Linked DNA regions of Sus scrofa: region 2 is linked to region 1. The links are chromatin contacts, called in public Hi-C maps. All regions are on one chromosome and are shown on one strand. The core of a region is the stretch at or near the end of the contact, and the rest is flanking DNA. Distances in the headings are between cores, read along the strand shown. Region 1 holds the start of ATN1 (atrophin-1). Region 2 holds the start of USP5 (ubiquitin carboxyl-terminal hydrolase 5).

Evidence for each region. Hi-C and Micro-C count contacts between places; a contact is called where the count stands out from the background.
Region 2: a contact with region 1 is called in a Hi-C map of heart right ventricle, with 2.3 times the contacts expected there. The contact joins the promoter of USP5 here to the promoter of ATN1 in region 1. A contact is called at or near these places in 4 of 5 promoter capture datasets (fetal liver, fetal skeletal muscle and liver), 12 of 47 Hi-C or Micro-C datasets (alveolar macrophages, brain, embryonic fibroblasts and 8 more) and 2 of 2 datasets of contacts at active chromatin or transcription factors (alveolar macrophages and skeletal muscle).

The regions. Positions count from the first base shown.
Region 1 is chr5:63,794,373-63,796,922 of Sscrofa11.1, reverse strand. It overlaps ATN1 (atrophin-1), which reads left to right and starts at 1,275. Exons shown (of 10, transcript XM_003126540.5): 1 at 1,275-1,547. It overlaps LOC110260590, which reads right to left. Exons shown (of 3, transcript XM_021091246.1): 2 at 1,690-1,850; 3 at 683-1,537. The coding sequence ends at 683.
Region 2 is chr5:63,857,563-63,860,112 of Sscrofa11.1, reverse strand. USP5 (ubiquitin carboxyl-terminal hydrolase 5) reads left to right here and starts at 1,278. Exons shown (of 20, transcript XM_001925784.6): 1 at 1,278-1,549. The coding sequence starts at 1,439. CDCA3 (cell division cycle-associated protein 3) reads right to left here and starts at 1,208. Exons shown (of 6, transcript XM_013987400.2): 1 at 504-1,208; 2 at 117-291. The coding sequence starts at 236.

The DNA.
Region 1 (2,550 bases), core at 26-2,525:
TCTTGTCACCAAAGGGCTAGTCTAGCTTACATTTCCTCCTAATCTTCTTTACACCCCCCTCCACTTTGGCCCCATTCTGTCCACCCTGTCTTGCCCACAGACACCCTTCTCCACTCTTTTGGAACCCCCCACCCCCAGAACCCAGCCGTCCCTGTCCCCCACTTTCTCTTCCCACCCAGAACCCAGTCCTCCTCGAATATGCACCTGGCCCCACCTCCTTCATCCTTTCTTAAGGTTCTTCTAGCTTTGCTTTCTCTTTCCCCATGACATCACTAGGTTTGTCATTCCCCCAACTTCTTACCTTCCCCATCCCTTTGTCAACACCAGTCACCCCCAAACTCTTCACTCTCCTCCAGAAATCCCGTTCTCCTGTATATGTCTCCATCTTTTCAATATCTTCCCCTCCTTATGACCCCCAAACTTCCAGCCCCTTTGCACGATTGCCTCCCAAACCTTTCCTGCTACGCTAGGTGTCTGCCAGACACTATCACCCCAAGCTTCTTTCACCTCCCCTGTCACACATCTCATTGTCCCCAGGAAGCTCTGTCTCGCCCCAACCTAACCCCATTACCCCATCTCTGCTACATACCCACAACCTCCCCCCTTGCCTCTGCCACACAGCCCTGGGCCCCCAAACTTCTCCAGCCTCCCCCATCTCTGCCCCTACAACCCACGGCTCCTCCTACCCAGCCCGCTCCCGCGCCAGGCCCGCGGGCTCCCCGCATTCCGCCACGGCGAACCCCTCCCCGCGCCCCGGCCCCCTCGGCCTCGGTCTTGGCCAACTCGCGCGGCGCCTCCCCCTTTCCGATCCCCCTCTCCGCCCCTCCTCGCCGCTCGCCTCGCGCTCCCTCCCTCGCGGCTCCCTCCCTGCCCCTCTCTCCTCCGTTCCTCCGCGCTCCCTCCTTCTCCCTCTTCCTCCCTTCTCCCATCCCCCTCTCCCAGGCTCCCTCCCTTCGCCGTCCGCTTTCCTGTGCGAGTCGCCGGACGCGCCGCCCAGCCCGCCCGCCCGCAGCCCCGCGTCGGGCCGGGGCCTCGGGCCGGGACCCGTTTCAGGGGGACCGCCGGCCTCAGGGAGGAGCCAGGAGGGGGCGAGGGAGAAGACCGCCCGGGAAGGGGCGGGGGCCGCGGGCGGAGGCCGCCTAGGGGGCCGGGGATCGCGCAAGTGCGGGCTGCGCGGGGCGGGCGCGGGCGGCTGGCGGGAGGCAGCGGGTCGGAGCCGCGCGGAGGGCCGGCCTGGCCGCGGGGGCGGACGGGCGGCGCGGCCCGGACGTTCTGGGCAGCCGGGGTAGGCGGCGGGCCTGGGGAGGGGCAGAACTAGAGCGGGGACTGGGATTTGCTTCGGGGGCCGGCGGGCGATCGGGGCCAGGTGGGGGAAGAGGGAAGATGGGGGCCGCCCTCCGGGGGGGTCGGGGCCGCCGCCGCCGCCGTCGCGGCGGCGACTGAAGCCGGAAAGAGAGGGGGGCGGGGGAGCGGCCGCCGCCGCCCCCAGAGGCGCCGGAGCCCCAAATCCCGTTCGGAGCCAGCCAGCCGTCCCGAGCTACAAACAGGTAAGATCTGCTGCCGCCCGGGCCTTGCGCTCGCCCGGGTTCTGGCCCGCGGCTCCCCACCCCCACCCCTCCCAGTTCCCCCTCCTGCCGCCGCCGCCGCCGCCGCCTCCATTTGTTATTTTTCCCCGATCTGGTCCCCTACTGCGGGCCCTGGCTGGCCTGAGACTGGGGGCTCAGGGGGTGGGGCCGGCCCCGGAGGAGGGATGGGGGCCTGGACGCCCGGAGGATCAGGAAGGTGGGGGGAGGTGGGAGAGTCACAGGAGGAGGGCTGGTGGGGCGGGAGTGTGGCCAGAATCCCGGGACCTAAAGAGGAACCCCCGAGGTGGAGGGTTGGCGCAGGAAAACCGGGATGCCCGTCAGGGGGGCCTCGGGGCGAAGGCAAAAAGGAATGGAGAGATGGCAACGAGGTGGGGCAGGAGGACTCCAGGAAAAGCCTCAAAGGCCCAGAACCCGGTTTCAGATCCTGGGGTTCGGGGTGCTAGGTATAGAAGGGAGGTGGGAAATGGGGAAGGGGTGTGGTAGGTGGAAAGAGAGGGATTGTAGCTGATGAGGGAGGAGAATGGAACTGAGGGGGGCTCAGAGATGGCCGAGGAGAGGGCCACCCTTGAAAAGAAGGGGAGGTGCTCCCGAGTGGAAGTGGGAAGGCGATGCCTTTGTGACTCAATTTTCTTTCCTCTACTCCAGGTCACCTCTGACCTTGTTTTTGCAATCCCAGACATAGGTGCTTCTTGGAGAGGGGCACGCTAGGGCCTGGTAGTGTGGGTCCTCCCGCAACTGATGAGGAAGATGCGAACACTGAAGGGAGAGTTTAGGGAGGAAGGGTTTCCGGGAGGGTGGAAAAAGAGGGGAGCATTTGGGCAATCTTACAGGCACACCAAACAAGTCGTGACCCCCACCCTCAAACCCCCAGAACACCCCTGCGCCTCTAGCTGTGGTTTCCTTAAGCGGTGGGTGGATCTTCATTAGTGTTTTGTGCTCCGAGATTTCCCTTTGTGCGTAGACT
Region 2 (2,550 bases), core at 29-2,528, 63 kb before region 1:
ATAAGGCCTCAGAGGGAGGTGGCGGGGGTTGGGGGAGTAAGAGCTCTTCCAAAATCAGGTTAGGCAGAGGCCCAATAATTCAGTTTCGCGGCCTCCCCCGCCCTGGCCCAGGGTACCTGGATGGGAGTGCGTTGGATGCCGGCGCTGGGTGAACGGGGGTCCGCTACTCGAGCCAGAAGCTTGTTGTGCGGCGGAGGCCGCGCTGGAGTGACTGGGACGCTCTTGGCTGAGCCCATCTCAAGCAGGAGAAATAGGATGGGGCAGAGCCCGCCCCGGGCGAAGAGGGGATGCCTGTGAGAAGTGACTCAGGTCTTAGCCCTTACTGCGACCACGTTCGACTTTTGACCCCAGACCACCGGATCTTCCCCATTCCCCGCTGAGGAACAGTCTGGTAGCCAGGCCAGAGGTCCCTGCGGGGATAACGGCTGATAAAGCTGACAAGGCAGCGTCTCCGAGTCTGCTGGACCCTCTAACTTCTTCACTAATTTATTCAAATCACTTACCAGGCCCCAAATCCACCTTTGGGTGCAAAGCAGCTTGATCCTCAACTCCCGAAGCTGAGTTTCAAACTTCCCGCCACGCCCCTACCCTGAGCCTATTGGCTGAGCCGACGCAGGCTCCTATAGGTCCGCTATGTGAGGCCCGCCTCCAGGGAAGGAAGCCATTGGGTAGGGAGGACGTCTATCATAGAGACCGTGGGGCCGAGGGACCGCGGCTGGCCCAACCCAGGGGTGACGCCTCTTTGATAAGGGGACTTTTGTTCCTTATCGGGCTGCGAGTAGTCCGTAGTGAGATTTTGAGGAATGCCAGTCTTCGCTTTTGAGACCTCCAGTTTCAAAATCAAATGATTTTATTAAAAAATAGGATCAGGAATTATTACAGTTATAATCCAGTCGGAGACGGAGTTATGAAGATTTTTCTGAGGCCCTAAAGATAGTAATCCTTATTGGTCCGCAGAGTTAGCAATCACTCGGCACTAATCCCCAAACCCCGCCTCATTGGACAGCCCCCTTTCAAATACCAAGAATACTTGTCTGCTCGTCTATTTTCGAATTGGACAAATCCAAAAGAAGGTTTCTGGAATGGACGGGTTTAAACAACTGTCAGTTTCTGCTCTTCAAAAGAAGGCACGCAAAGTCCCAGAATCCCAGCAGCCAAAACTCCGGAGCCCACCTCGCTGCTCTACATGCGCTCTGCCCTTGGAGGTGTGGGATTGGCTCTTTCGACCAACGATTGCATTAGAAGCGCTTTTCATTGGCTTTAGTCGAGAGGCGGGCAGAGGGCGGAGCACTAGCCGGCAGGCTCCGTCCAACTGCCATTCTCGCGCGTCCTCCCTTCAGCGCATGCACCTAACGAGTAGTGCTCATTGGACGGAGGGGTAGGGGGTGGGGGACTAGAAGTGGGAGCCGCGGTGTGTGGAGGAGCTGCTGCCGGTGTCATGGCGGAGCTGAGTGAGGAGGCGCTGCTGTCAGTATTACCGACGATCCGGGTCCCCAAGGCTGGAGACCGGGTCCACAAAGACGAATGCGCCTTCTCCTTCGACACACCGGTAAGCCCATTCCCCACGCCCGCAGCGAGCACGACTTCCCCTCCATTGCCCTGGTCATTCTGCCGGGGCCTGCAAGGCTTGGACCACCGCCTCCCTGCGGTGCACCCTGGGACTTGTAGTCTCTCACGCTACTCTTGCCGTTGCTTTGGATTCGCGGGAGCTGTCGTGTGACTACTATCCCCGGAAGCCACCGCGCCCGCTTCATCCGCCCCCGGTCTCGGGGAGCACTGTGGGTATTGTAGTCCCTCACTCCCGTCATTGTCATTCTAAGCTAAAGGCGCCACCCGGTCGGCGGACTACATCTCCCACGTGGACTCCTGCGGAAAGCCTGGGAGTTGGCCTTGCCCGTCGCGCATGGCTCTCTGGATTTTGTAGTCTCGTTTAGGAGGGATGGGGCGACCCCCCGCTGTTTTGGGCCCGGGTTGGGGTATGAGGGGGGGGACTGCAGCTCCCAGGCGTCTGGTAGTTTAGAAGTGGCCATGAAGAAGGCTTGTTTTGAGAAAGGCCGAGTTAGAGAGCCTCCACCCATGGTTAATACGGACAGAGGGCGGGGAGGTGGGTCATTGGTGGTACGGAGGGGAGGAAAGAGGAGAGGAAAGCTCTAGTCGTTTCTCCTTGGAGGTGAATTATGGCCACGGCCCACCCCGCCCCTTTCCCCTGCCCATCACATAGAGCGGAGGGAACCCCTTTGAAAGTATTCCCAGAGAGATGGTTTCTTTCGTGGGAGATACTAAGGCCCCTTTCCCATCCTGCTCCCACTCTTGACTAGTTAGACAAAGCAGCCACCCACACCATGCTTTACGTTTTGCAGGCTCCACCCAGTACCTCCCTTCCTGCAGTTCTGCCTTCCTGTGTCACCCTTGGGCCGCCAGCTGGGTAGGAGTCCGATTGGGATCCGCCCCCCTCACCACCCCTCCCTCAAGCCGCTGCTGGGCCCTGCCCAGGGTGTTCAGCCAGACCAGCTCATGGCCTGGAAAACTGCAAGTCAGAGTGGAAAGGCT